2 separate regions of the Mus musculus genome follow, and region 1 is linked to region 2. The links are chromatin contacts, called in public HiChIP or PLAC-seq maps. All regions are on one chromosome and are shown on one strand. The core of a region is the stretch at or near the end of the contact, and the rest is flanking DNA. Distances in the headings are between cores, read along the strand shown. Region 1 holds the start of Cracr2b (calcium release activated channel regulator 2B). Region 2 holds the start of Urah (urate (5-hydroxyiso-) hydrolase).

Region 1 (7,046 bases), core at 2,368-4,867, 630 kb before region 2:
CTCACAGCCCATTGCCTGGAGGATGCGATCAGAGACGGGAGCTGGTGGGTGAGGGTTTATCTCCCCATTGCGGACAGTGAAACAAACCCATGGAGAACCCAGCAGCCCAGAACTACACCCCTCGCTTGGTGCTCTTATGCTTCCTTGGCCTCTGCAAGTGTAAGGTGCCCTGTATACCAAGTGCTGGGCCAGTGCGTGCCTAAGGTGTCTGGTGGCACCCCGCCCCGCAGAGCTAAGGCTTCCTGAAATGCAAATTCCGAGGAAAATCACGCCAGGCCACTCTCCCAGACAACCACAACAGACAAGGGATGGACTGACAGGACCTAGGGGTTCTGTAACAACAGACAGGTGGGCAAGGTGGACAGACTGTGAAAAGAAGAGGAAACATTCTCAAAAAGAGAGTGGGGTTCAACTCACTCGCCCAGGACCCGGGCCACTCCTAGCTTCTCCAAGGAAGTGTAGAATGTCTCAACATCCTCCTCCTCCTCCTCCAGAGAGCCCCCTGTGCCCGACTCAAAGGTTTCCTCAGAAGTCCTCAAGGGGGACCCACCTGGGGCCGACTCCACCCCCACAAACTTCCCTGCAGACATGGGAGGAGAGAATATCAGGGTTGTGGGTTAGCACCCTGGACCTACCCAACTCCCTCCAGCCACATACAACATATCCTGCCCACTCTCAGGGCCCAGTTTCCTGTTTTTCTTCCTTGTTCTGGTTCTATTGGCCTGGGAATGGGAAATGACAGCCAGCTCCCCCGCCCCACCTTGGTTGGCAGAGAAGGGATTGGGGGAGGGCAGCCCATCCACTGTAGAGTAGCTGTGGGAGGTACAGCTCAGAATGCGCCTGTTTGTAGATACCAGAATGGCTAGGAAGTTGTGAATGAAAGGCACAGGCTTTCATAAGGTCTCAGGGCACCCTGAAGAGGGTCTCCAGGTGACTGGGACCTGCTCACCCAGGCCTAGACAGAACTCCCGGGCTGTGAGGAAGCCAGTGTGGGCCTGGTCCAGACTTTCAAATACAGCCTCCAGCTGTTCAGGCGTAAGTGGAAGATCACTCTGCAGACCCTGACCAGGCAAGAAGGACCACGGTGAGCAGCAAAGGTCGGCCTTGGGTCTAGCAACCTCTTGGATCTGGGGCTCACCTGCAGATCCTGACGAGTGATGAAGCCCTTGGCATCCTTGTCGCATAGTAGGAAGAGTTCCTGGGCCTGCTGCAGCACCTCTACTCCATGCCTTGCCGAGACCCCTGTTGTCTCCTCTCCCTCCTGGCCCTCCCCAGATCCAGGCAGCCCAGGGCTGGCCATAGGAGCGAGCCTTGGCTCTTGGAGGTGCTGTGAAGCAAAGGAAAGCTCAGCTGAGACAGGGACGCTCCAGGGTCACTGCGATGGCATGAAGCAGACCCAGTACCAGAGCTGCTTCTCAGGAAGTAGAGATTCTGGGAAAGGCTGAATCCCAGGAAGAAGCCAGTGCAAGAAAGGGAAGTGAGCTGGGTATGGTGGCACACATATTTAATATTTAATATTTAATCCCAGCACTCGGGAGGCAGAGGTAGGCAGATCTCTGTCTGTGAGTTTGGGGCCAGGCCGGTCTACATAGCAAGTTCCAAGACATCCGGAGCTACATAGAGAGATTCTACCTCAAAACAAAAAAAGAAAGTGTGACCAGGCGTTAGTGGTGCATGCCTTTAGTCCCAACACTCAGGAGACAGAGGCAGGTGGGTCTCTGTGAGTTTTAAGGCCAGTCAGGTCTACAAAGTGGGTTCCAGGACAGTCAGGGCCATATAGTGAGACCCTGTCTCCAAAAAAAAAAAAAAAAAAAAAGTGTGACCTTACTCCAACAGTAAAAGCTCTTGGCAGCCAGCAGAGATTCTGTAGTGAACAGAGAGTAGAGTCTGCCACATCCTGGACTTGGGAGATCCCAAGCTAGGACTGCCTAAGGTTGAGAGCTAAACCACTTCTGACCAAGACCAAGTCCTTAGCCTCAGGCCTGAGCCTGTGATACCCTGGACTTCTGACAGCTGGCAAGCAAGCTGCGAGTAAACTCCATCAGTCCCTCCCACCTGCCACTCAGGCAGGCCTTAAGGGTGCAGGTGCAAGGTCCCAGGCTTGGGCACTGGACAGCTTTTAAGAAACACCCCCACATCTTGGTTTAACACAGTCTCTGCAGCTTTCTCCTCCCCTGGGGCCTCCCCTCTCACCTCCTGGAATGGACATCCCACCTCTAATTAGAGCCACCTGTCAGTCCCACAGTGTATTAACCCCACATTTCCCAAAGCTACAACTCGGTGACACTGACCGATTCCTATCTCACTTTTCAGTCTTTGAGGTCATCTTCCCCCTACCCATATTCGGGGGGTGGGAGGAGGAACAACAAGCAAACGTGAGGAAGAGCATGGTAGGGCAACCTGGAGTAATCATTGGCACCCCTGATGGCTACCCTCACTTCAACCAGGCACGGTCACCACCCCACCAACCGCTCCAGTGTTCCTCGGGACCGGAGGTCCATCCTGGCCGGAAGCCGCGCTGCCGCCAGGCTCCAGGGAGTCCAGACGAAAGGCAGCGGGTGGGCCCACAGGCAAATCTCATCCACGCACGTCTGGGCTAGCTGCCTTCACCCGAGGAACACAGCCGTTCCAGACAGAGATGCGTGCGATGGCTGCTCTACACAGCGCTCGGAAGGTGCGACCACTGGAGCTAGGGGCCCGGGGTTGGGGGTGGGGAAGCCCAGAGGGCGCGGCGCTGGGACCCCAGTCGCGGGACCTGCGAGCAAATAAATGCCTACCTGCGAGCCGCGCCGCCGCACCTGCCGCAGGCGGGCCGCTCCTCCCGGAAACGCGCGCGGCGCGCCCCGCCCCTGCCTGGACCCCGATAGCCCGCGAGGGGCGCGTACCCAGAGCGACCTTGCGGCCTTACAGGCCCGGAGACCCCGGGATAGCACGTCCGGGTGGATCCTCCACCAGAGCGCTGCTGTAGTTTTGTCCCGCCTCTCTTATCCTGGTGACCCGACCCAGAGTGGCTAGCTCTCCCCGGAGAGCCACAGGGGGCAGCAAAGTTGTATCCCTCACTCCCACCATCTCCCCAGCTCCCCCCAAGACCCTTTTAGAACAAAATCAAGGCTGGGGAGGTGCAGATGCCAACCCCCACCCCGCCCGGAGTATCCAGACTTAGGGTGCCAAGAAGTGTTGTGTAGGAAAATGCGGAGCAGGAAATAAACCAAATACTTTCAGTGGCTGTATCCAGGGCTGTGGACACTAGACTTTCTTTTCTTTACTTTCCCAATTTAGAGTCTTCTAAGTTTTAATACTAGAGAATGACATATAAGTTAGCAGCTCTCCTGTGTGGGGGAAGTGAGTATGGGACCGGGCGAGACCACCTCAGTCTGCCCTCAGCACTCCTCATGGGGCACAGTCCTAATCGGGGGCTTCTCTGGGCCTAGAGGAACTTCTGAAGATGCTGCCAAAGTCCTACTTAAGAGGAAACCCATCTATTTCCAAGAGTATGCCCCCAACCAAGCCCCCAAACTGACCTGAAAAGCTGGCCTGGCTATCACAGGCTGCAGAGGCGCTGGGGGCCCTGTGCGTCTCAAGCAGAACCACAACAGGCTTGCTGTATGGGACAGGACCTGGAGACAAGGGGCGGCCCCTGGCACCTAGGCCAGGGACCTGCCTGGCCGGCTCGCCCAGTCCTGCTGTCCCAGGTCCCATAACCAGAACAACCGTTATTGTTGGCTAGGGGCTGCAACCGCAGCCACTGTGCTCCTTTTGGGAGGGGCAAGTGGGTGCTGAGCTCGGAGGACTAAGCTAAGTTCTACAAATAGACAGCTAAGCCCACCCCTTTGGGAGGAGCAAGTGGGTGCTGAGCTCGGAGGACTAAGCTAAGTCCTCCAACTGGACAGTTAAGCTCACCCCCACTCAGAGTTCCCCTTCCTCCAAGACTATTACAACACACACAAACACAGCACAGGATACTTCAGGAAACCATGGTGAACTCTACTTTGCCTCAGTACTTCTGATCTCTCCCAAGGTTCTGGCGGGAAGCAGGTATGGTTACAGTACAGGAAAGGGCATATGCACCTGGCAGTGGAGCATGTGACAACCAAGAAAGAGGAGCCAAGCACAAAGTTCTGGGCAAGATGCCCCAGTATGGGTCAGGAACCAATCTTCCCGGGTCCCCAGACCGCAGTTCCAGAAGCTTCGCCCTTCACAGGGATCCACGCCCTCACTCGCTGTGTCACATGAGGAGCGGATGTGTGGGTGACACCTTTTGTAAACATTTTCCCCCTAGTGCTTGAGATGGAATCCGGACCTGGTGCATATTAGACAGCTGTTCAACGGCTGAGCAACTCTAACCCACCACTTTAGTTTTTTTATCGATACTAAGGGGCTCAAACTCCCAAACATATCTGCTGGCCCAAGAGACAGGCAGCAAGCCTCAGAGAGAACAGAGCAGCTTACATGTGTCCTTGCCAGAGGACTGACCTTAGGAGACGGTCCCCAGCTGCCAGGACTCAGAGAACCCCGTGAAGCCCAACTGTTAGCTACTGAGACACCAGTTCACTGGGAGAAAGCTCTGTCTGCTGACCACAGTCGGAGGCAAGGGTAACATGCAGAAGTGAGGAAGGCAGAAGCTGAGCTGTGGCTTTTATTAGATCTGCTTTGGCAAAAATAAATAATTCTTCACACACTCTGCAAGGAAACTTGGACACCAGGGAGCAGCAGCAGATGTGGAGTTCTTAAGACTGACCCTGCACTGAAAAGGTGGTGGGCAGGAGTAAGGCACAGGTGACGTGACGGGGGAGGGCTCTGTGGGCTCCGGGGGAGGGCGACTCCCCATCCCTCCCCACCAGGAGTAGCATAGTGAGTGGCTGGTGAAAGGTTTCACATCGAAAGCCCACTTGCAGCTGTGCAGGGTCCTATGTCCTCATTCCACAGCATGTAAGGGGGAGAGCCGGGGCAGACAGGATCTTGTTCCACCCCGGGGCTCCTCTTAGTGGGGCAGGACAACTTGGAGCTTGGCTGGTAGCCGGGCGATGTGGGAATGGTGATTCTCAGCAAGGCGGGAGGCCAGGTGGATCCTGTGGGGTGGCAGGATCTGCGGCAGTGGGGCTGGCAGGTGCGCGCATGCGCAAGGCATCCGGCGGGAAGGCCACATTGGTGCAGAAGAGACCCAGCAGTAGCTGACGCTGGCATTCTTCCCACTTGGCCAGCGCGTCCCCCAGTGAGAGGTTGTTTCGTACCCAGTTGGGTAGGGCCTCACTGTAGGTGGCGCAAGACAGTGGCACAGAGGGCAGAGACTGGGCACGTCGCAGTTCCACCTGCTCAGACAGTCTGCAGGTGGGGAGGAGACATGGAGGAAAGGAAGGCTTAGTGGAGATCTGCCATTCCAAGACTCAGGACCCAGGGGGCCAGGCGGTCAGAGCAGCTCACCTGGAAGGCAGATGGTCACCCAATTTCCTCTTGGCCCTCATCACCAGATACTGGCAGATGCTACCCGTCTGCTCTTTCATCCACCGGATATCTTCAGGGACATCAGGCAGCCACTCCAACAAGCTGAGAAGGGAGCACCGAGAGCATGAGCTCAGAAACACCAGGCTGGGATCTGGTGCTCCCTTGCCAGGTTCTGAAGACCTATCCTCCCCAAATCTCCCAAGGAGCCCATTGCTCATGGATGATCCGGGACCTCTGTCCCTGATGTACCGGTTGATGTGTCCTCCCCCAGACTCCGTTCCCCACCCTCACCGGATGGTGAAGGACACTGCACTCTCCAGCGGCAGAGTATAGGGCACCATCATGGCCGTTGCCAGGCGCACTGGTAGCATGTTGGAAAGGGTGGTCATCAGGTCCTTTGGTTCCACACAGGCCTCCAGCAGGGCTGCAGAGAGGAAGGTGGCAGTCAATCAGGGAAGTGGGGGCCTCCTAGGCCTCCTAACTGAGCTTCCCTCCCCGTGGCGGCGCACCCTCATTGAGTCTGGCAGGCAGGTGCTCTAGAATTCGATCTTTTCTATAAGGCTGCAATTGATCCTCCTCTCCAGCCCTCTCCTCCACCACAGCAGCTTCCTCTGCATCCTCTTCCTGGGGGACAACTGGGGGCAGTGCCAGCAAAGGGTTGGGTTGGTTCAGTAGGCCTGTGGGGGGGGGGGGGGGGTCAGAGAGATGCCATCAGAGGTTATGGCCAGCAGGGGGCACTGCAGGTCCAGCTTCTTCCACCCCAGGGCTGCCCACACACCATTCCTCCTAAGGAATCGAAGTCCATCTCTGTAGCCCTGTTTGCACATCTCTCGGAGGACCTGTGGCGGAGGTATAAATCAGTGTGAATGGTGCGGTTGAATTACTGCTGTAGAGTCCCTGTAACTGCCACTTCCACCAACAACCTGCCCTGGCTTGAAGTCCTGCCAACCTTGGAAAGCATCCAAAAGCCCCACTGTCATCCCAGGGCTCAGAGGTCCCCAGGGTTCTCTCCCCTGGTGCTGGCTTAGTCAGGACTGGGTGTGTGCGGGCTCACCATGGGCTCTGGCGGGAAGAGAGCCTTCGAGAGGCGGTAGAGATTGCGAAGGTTGAACTGGATGCTGGTGTTGGTGACGCGAAGCTCGTGGATGTTGGTGGAGCTGTCCTGAGGGCAGATGTCACTCTCGCCTGAGAATGGGGACACTGTGATGGTATTCTTCAGCTCATAAAGTGGCAAGTTGTCTGAAATGCCGCCATCCACATAGCGCTTTGCAAGAACACACATTCATAGTCACACACTGAGGGGCTGCAGGGTGTCCTGGCAGCCCTACTCGGTTCCACTTGAGCCTTTGGCCCACTACGTATTGGCCACTGGGGACTCCTCAGCAAATGGCCAGACAGATGGAGTTGAGATGGGCACCAGCCAGAGGAAATCTGAGCCTCCCCAAGACTCCCCTGAATCTTGAGTCATGAGAAGTCAAGCAACAGGCAGTGAGGGACTGAAGATGGAGAGAGGCACCCCAGTGGCCTTTCTCCTCCACCCCCTTTTCCTGCAGCCCAGAGACAGTACATGATGCTTCTCGTTCCAGGGCAGGGCCAAGCAGAGA
Region 2 (6,669 bases), core at 2,250-4,749:
CTTGTAATTAATCTCCTTTACAGAGAGAGGCTGAGATAATAGGACTGAGGTGAAACCCAAGACTCACTGTCAGTGGAGAACTTCCTGCTCTTTGAAGGACCTCAGGGGTGGCCTGTTTCCCTATCCGTACAATGCTCACCTCTGTATGCCCACTTGTGACCTCAGTGGCTTCTCATCAGAGGCCTCCTCGATTACCTGGCATGATGATTAGCATTGTCAATTTGACAGAATTTAGAATTACCTGAGAGAAGGGCCTCTGGGCATGCCTGTGGGATGCCAGCTTATGTTCATAGATGTGGGAAAGCACATTAATTTTGGGGAGGGCCTTCCCTGGGCAGGGGATCCTGAACTGTATAAAAGAGAAAGCAATGGAGTACTAGCAGTGCATTACTCTTTCCTTATCTTCTCTCTTTCCTTATCTCTTTCTCTTTTCTCTTTGGCTTTTGTGAGACAGGGTTTCTCTGTACAGCCCTGGCTGTCCTGAAATATTGTAGATCAGGCTTGAATGCAGAGATCTGCCTGCCTTTGTCTCCCAAGCACTGGGATGAAAGACATGCACTACCAACTGCCTGGCATTGCTCTCTGCTTCTTGACTGTGGCCACAACGTGATGGAGCCCAGTTCCTTCAGCCTTCCTTTCCTGTGTCTGCCCTCCCACAAAGAACTGTGACTTGAACTAATCCAGAGTAAAACCCTTTCTCAGACTGCTTCTGTCAAGAGTATTTTATCACAGCAACAGGAAAAGAAACTAAGACACTTGGAGCAGAAGCTCCGACTTACTGTCCCTATCCCAATGATAGGTTCAGATTGGCAGGTGTTGAAACTCTCTTTATTGACACCCAAGTCACAGCTTCCCATTATGAAACTCCAGGGCAGCTAGAATATCTTCAGCAAGCAGCAACTTCATGTCCTTTGATGAGAACAAAGCCCATGATTTGTGTGGGTGGCTAAGTCTGGGAAAGAAACAGGCAGATAGATGGCTTTCTTCAGGTAACACATCACTTTAACTCCCCCGGTAGGTGGTGTAGGACCATGGGCTCAGCAGCAGAGGTACGTGGAACTTCTGGGTCTCCTTTGTAATAGTGAAAACCACCTGTGAGAAGCAGAGAAGGTTCTTGAAGACACTGAAGATGGTGAGTCCTTCCTGCAATAGCCCCTGGGTCTTCCAGACAGCAGGAGGTCAGGTGCCATGCCGGCTAAGAAGCGAGAGATGCTTATATAAGATCTGATGATACCGTTTGAATAGTGTCTCCTACAAGAGATGTTAGTTGGTAGGCTTTGGGGGATGTGATTTGACACTGAGGGCTCTGATCTGGTTGAATCAACTGGTTAAACTTTTGGGATTAACTGGATCCATCATGTGATACACCATTAGTAGGTATTGAAACTTGGAGGAGTCCTAGGGGACCATGTCTTCCCTTGTGTTCATTTCTTCTGCTTGTCCCCCATGAGGTGACAGCGCTCCTCTTTTATATGTCCCCACTGCCGTAGTGAGTGTGTGGAGCCAAGCAATCATGGACTGAGATAATGAAACCAAATAAATAATTCTCCCTTAAGCTGCATCAGGGCTGCAGAAGTTACTAACACACCCAGTGTTCCTGGATCTGGGCTCCGATAAGAATCTGTCTACAAAGGAAGATGAGACACCCTCAGCCTAGCCTCTCCCTCCCACCCACCTGATCCAGGGGCAGCTCAGTGTGTCATCGTGAGGTATCATAGTGCCTCAGGTTCCTGAACACCTTCTGAGAGGACCAAACAGGTTGAGTTTACTCACTTGCTACCACCCTGGGAGAGGTGGGGCCAGTCTGTCCCTGGTCTGGAGGAGGCCTGGCTGCAGGATCTGGCTGTGGTCAAAGTGAATCAGGGTCCATGTGCTTCACCCACCCTGACACTCACCTCTACATAGGGGTAAAAGCTCTCTTGACCCCGCTCTTTCCAGTAGCGCTCTGTGTCGAAGAACAGCTTATAGGTGCCTGGCTTTATCTGGCTTGGTGTCAGGAGCCCAGGACAGCGACCGTCCAGGTTTGTGTAGCTGTGAAGAGATGAAGTGGAGAGAAGAGCTGAGAAACCTCCCTCCCTAGCTTTTCTGATCCGCATGCCAGCATCTACAGATGACTCCCACAGTCTCACAGAAGGAGCACAGATGGGGCAGGGGGACAGTTCCTAAGGATATCACCATGCTGCATATTTAGAAAATCATAAAGCAGAGAAGCAAAAGATAAAACCTCTCCAGGTTGGTGAAGGACTGAGCTAGAAGGGGGCAAGCCACACGCTGTTCTCACAGGCTGGTCAGAAGGAGATGTGTGAGCCTGGCTCCCTTAAATAGAACCTGCTTTCAAGGCCACAGACCCACCAGCGTTGGCTGGCTAAACCTGAAAGAGGCCCCCAACAAAGCATGTACCAGGGGCATGCCAGAGCCTGGCTCACTGAGGTTGAAAGGCCCAGTACTGGACTGGAGTGGAGTCTTGGGTTTTACCTCAGTCCTATTATCTCAGCCTCTCTCTATAAAGGAGATTAATTACAAGTTCACAGCTATTAAGAATAGAGAGGAGAAATAAGTGCTCGGCTGTCAGTCAGGCACAAAGCGATTGATGTCTTTATTTTTGACCAGGCTACTCTAGTTGGCTCCCCTCCTCGAAGCATGTTTTTGGGTTGAGTCTGACAGGCAAGTGGTTCCCCTCCCAGCAGGCCCATTAGGCTGAGTCTGACAGGCAAGAAGGACCCAACAAAGCTGTCTCAGACCTTCCATGACATTGTCCCAGGTATGCACATCTGGTGAAAAAGCTGTTTTGTCACCATTCCTGTTATCTCAGATGAGGAAAACAAAGTTCAGGGATCAACAGGGCAATGATCCGTCCTGCCTTCCAGCCCCCAGCGGCCACAAAGACTCAGCTCTGCTCAGTGTTATCCTGGCCTTACTGCTCCACCTCAGTACCATGGCCTAAGGTCTTCCTTCCCCAGGTGGGAAGGCCACTGTACTGCTGGGTGCTGGCACTTATGGATCCCAGCCCAGAAACTGTCTCCTACCTTGTCCTCAGCTCCATCCACTGCTGGCAGGGGGCCTCCAGGCGGGACAGCCGGAGGCAGAGGCCTTGGGCAGGGAGCCCTGAGGCAGTGTCTAGAACGTGAGTAGTCAGGGGACTGCTCTCGGTAGCCATGTTGCCAGCCTGTGCAGAGAGAGTGAGAGTGATCAGCCAGTCCGTAGAGGCCCAAGTGCGTCTTCGATCTAGTTCTGAGGAGAGCAAACAAAGGGCCGCACTGCCCCGAGGCAGGCTGAACTGCTGAGCGGCAGGATGGGGTGCCAAGTGCTAAACAAAGCTGACCTGTGCCCTCCTTTGCCCCTGCCTGGGCACCACCCCTCTCCCTTGTATGAGACCTTCAGTTTCAGCTGATCGGTGGCTTTAGTGTCCCAGAACCCAGCTCTCCCGTGCCTCTGACTCCTAGCAACACCCTTGCTCCCAAGCTCCCACACACTCTTCCGTCTCTGTCTCCTTAAGTATGGCACAAGACAGCTCCTTACCTGCGGCCAGCCTAAGTGTCTCTGGAGCGTCATCAGCCGCGGGGCGGTCCTGGAACTCATGCCCTGCCCTGAAGCTCTGGTCTGTGCAACTTCCACAGGCAGTCGCCCTGCCAGCCTCAACAAGCTCTCTAGTCAGCCTGGACCTGCTCCACCCAAGGCCCCGCCCCAACTCCTGGAGCCACCTATCTGAACACTTCTGGGAAAGACACCTTTCCTTTTGCCAGATGAGCCCTGGCAGCCTGCTTGGTTTTTGGGCCTCAGGGGTGTTGATTTAAAGGAAAAGAATGGACAAGGTTGGGAGCATGCTGTGGGGAGGAGTGGAAGGGCAAGTCTGGGGAAGGAGGGATACTGAGGGGAGGGGCAGTTCTGAGGGGAGGGGGTGGGGCAGTGGGGCCTACTGCAAAGACTGGTGGAAAGTGATTAAATGGCTGGGTCAGGGAGGGGGAAATAATTCAGTGGTTAAAACACTGAGGATGCTCAGAGTCATTTTGATTTGCATTTCCTTGGTGACTAAGGCCATAGAACATTTCTGGAAACAGCCTAGAAGTCCCTCAACAGAAGAATGGATAAAGAAAATGTGGTACATTTATACAATGGAATACTACCCAGCTATTAAAAACAATGACATCATGAAATTTGTAGGCAAATGGATGGAACTAGAAAATATCATCCTGAGTGAGATAACCCAGACCCAGAAAGACACACATGGTATGTACTCACTTACAAGTGGATATTAGCCATAAAGTATAGGATAACCACACTATAATCCACAGACCTAAAGAAACTGGGCAACAAGGAGGGCCCAAGGGAGGATGGACGAATCTCACTCAGAAAGGGGAATATAATAGACATGGGAGGTGGATAGGGTGAGGGAACTGGGTGGGATGAGGAGGGGGAGGGGAACAGGAGGGATGAAGTGTGAGGAGGGCTGAGGGAGAGAGAACTGGGAGAAAGAGCAGAAGGTGGTGGTGGTGGTGGGCAGCTCCAGGATGAGCCACCTCTCCCAACAGCATGCTCCCCCAGGTTCTACTCTTTTCCTGTAAGTCAGCACCTCTCAGGTCCCAAAACTGAGTAGGTTTCCAGGGCTCATTTGGCAGAAGGCAGCTTTCCCAGACACGTTCAAATAGGGACAAGGGAAACTCCCAGGAATCTATGAGGGTGACCCTAGCTAGGACTACTAGCAACAGGGCATGTCAAACCTGAGATGGCCACTTCCCATAACCAGGCAAGACTTCCAATGGAGGGATGGAGACACCAACCCACCCACAAAACTTTCAACCCAAAATTTGTCCTGCCTACAAGATGTGCAGGGATAAAGATGGAGTAGAAATTGAGGGAATGGCCAACCAATGAATCGCCCACCGTGAGACCCATCCCATCCCTGACACTGTTAGTGATATTCTGCTGTACTTGTAGACAGGAACCAAGCTAGCATAACAGTCCTCTGAGAGACTTCACCCAGCAGCAGATGCAAACATGCAGAGACCCACAGGCAAACATTAGGCGCAGCTTGGGGAATCTTGTGGAAAAAGGGGAGGAGGGACTGAAGGAGCCAGAGAAGTCAAGGACACCACAAGAAAACCTACAGAATCAACTAACCCGGGCCATAGGGGCTCACAGGGACTGGACTGCCACCCAAAGAGCAAGCATGGGAAGGACCTAGGCCTCCTACACACATGCAGCTCATGTGGGGCTTCCTGTGCATGTTGGTCTCTCAACAGCTGGAGTAGGGGCTGTCTCTGACTCTGCCGCCTTCCTTTGGAACTCTTTCCTCTAACTGGTATACCTTGTCCAGTCTCAATAGGAGAAGATGTGCCTACTCCTACTAACTTGATACGCCAAGGTGGCGTTGCTATCCACAGGAGGCCTCCCCTTCACTGAGGAGAAGGGGAGGAGACACTGAGAGGAGAGGAGGGAGCAGAAGCTGTGATTGGGATGTAAAATAAATAAATAAATAAATAAATAAATAAATTAATTAATGGGTAGGGGGAGCACTGAGGAGGAGAGTTCAAATCCTGGAACCCAGGCATTGTAACAGTAGAAGTTGAGAACTGTCTCCACAAAGTTGTCATTTGACTTCCTTACAAGAGCAGTGGCACCCCCCCCCCCCGCCATACAATGTGTGGAATTAAGTTTTGAAAAAAATCAAGGCATTAGTCGGCCCAGGTTAGCCTCCCTGCTAACATTTGATAAGGCCACACTGAAGAGGGCAGGAAAGATTCCCGTCTTGACTGCTGATGGGTCATGTGACCTTGCCTCAGTTTTCTCATGGGTACTGCCAGTAAGTGTGGTTGGGATTCCAAGCAAAGCTCTCGGATTCTTCAAGACCCTCTGCCTATTCTTTGTTTTTGGTGCAGTTGGGTGGGAGGGCAAGGCTGTCTGAACCTGTGACTTTACTCTAACTCCTTTGTGTTAGGGATATATATATATATACACACACATATATATTCTCTCTCTAACACATTATCAAGGTATTATGTGATCTATAAAAAACAAAGGTGGGCTTCTGAGATAACTCAGCAGGCAGAGGTTGTTGCTGGCAGGCCTGATGACTGGAGTTTGAGCCCAGAATCCTGCAAGGTGGCAGAAAAGAACTGACTCCCCAGAGCTCTCATCCATCTTCCCGACCCATGCTGCCTAGAGAAGAAGCTGAGAGGCCATCCTTAGAATATTCCCTAGAAGGACCAATCACCTTAGACATAACAGGGTAAACTGAGGCAGAGTGTAAAGTTGGCAATTGATCACTCAGCAGACTTTTCTCTGAGGGAACCATGCTTGATTCTCTGGGGCCATTGAAATGCTCTCTGGGGCCATCAGAAAATTTGATGGATAAACTCCCTGGGGCCAGCAGTAAACCCTCAGGGACCAGGGAAAAGGGTGAGGGAAAAAAATCACACACACATGCATGCACACACACTTGGTGGATGAAGCAAGCTCCAACAGATGCCAACAACTTTATATCTATACACAACATACATTTGGTGGGCAGAACAAAGCTCTTACCATTTTACACATACATACATACATACATACATACATACATACATACATACATACACATTTGATGGGTGCAGCGAAGCACCAACAATTTTACTTTTTCTCCCACAGTTTATATATCCCAGCAGAATCTTTCAGGCAGAATAAAAAAAA

The links. HiChIP or PLAC-seq counts read pairs in DNA pulled down with a chosen protein or histone mark.
Region 1: a FOXA1 HiChIP or PLAC-seq map of pancreatic cancer cells shows a contact between it and region 2. The contact joins the promoter of Cracr2b here to the promoter of Urah in region 2. A contact is called at or near these places in 4 of 39 promoter capture datasets (embryonic stem cells, liver, neural stem cells and 1 more), 4 of 115 datasets of contacts at active chromatin or transcription factors (embryonic stem cells, microglia and pancreatic cancer cells) and 2 of 9 other capture datasets (adipose tissue and liver).

Annotation. Positions count from the first base shown.
Region 1 is chr7:141,457,665-141,464,710 of GRCm38.p6, reverse strand. Cracr2b (calcium release activated channel regulator 2B) reads right to left here and starts at 3,617. Exons shown (of 10, transcript NM_001025103.2): 1 at 3,522-3,617; 2 at 1,139-1,327; 3 at 950-1,061; 4 at 418-580; 5 at 1-15. The coding sequence starts at 1,300. Pnpla2 (patatin-like phospholipase domain containing 2) reads right to left here. Exons shown (of 9, transcript NM_001163689.1): 4 at 6,497-6,706; 5 at 6,221-6,281; 6 at 5,952-6,119; 7 at 5,734-5,866; 8 at 5,422-5,544; 9 at 3,968-5,322. The coding sequence ends at 5,043. It overlaps Gm10575 (predicted gene 10575), which reads left to right. Exons shown (of 2, transcript NR_152219.1): 2 at 2,448-3,230.
Region 2 is chr7:140,832,109-140,838,777 of GRCm38.p6, reverse strand. It overlaps Urah (urate (5-hydroxyiso-) hydrolase), which reads right to left and starts at 3,499. Exons shown (of 3, transcript NM_029821.3): 1 at 3,027-3,499; 2 at 1,896-2,031; 3 at 807-1,092. The coding sequence starts at 3,157. The coding sequence ends at 1,003. C330022C24Rik (RIKEN cDNA C330022C24 gene) reads left to right here. Exons shown (of 4, transcript NR_045717.1): 4 at 1,019-1,557.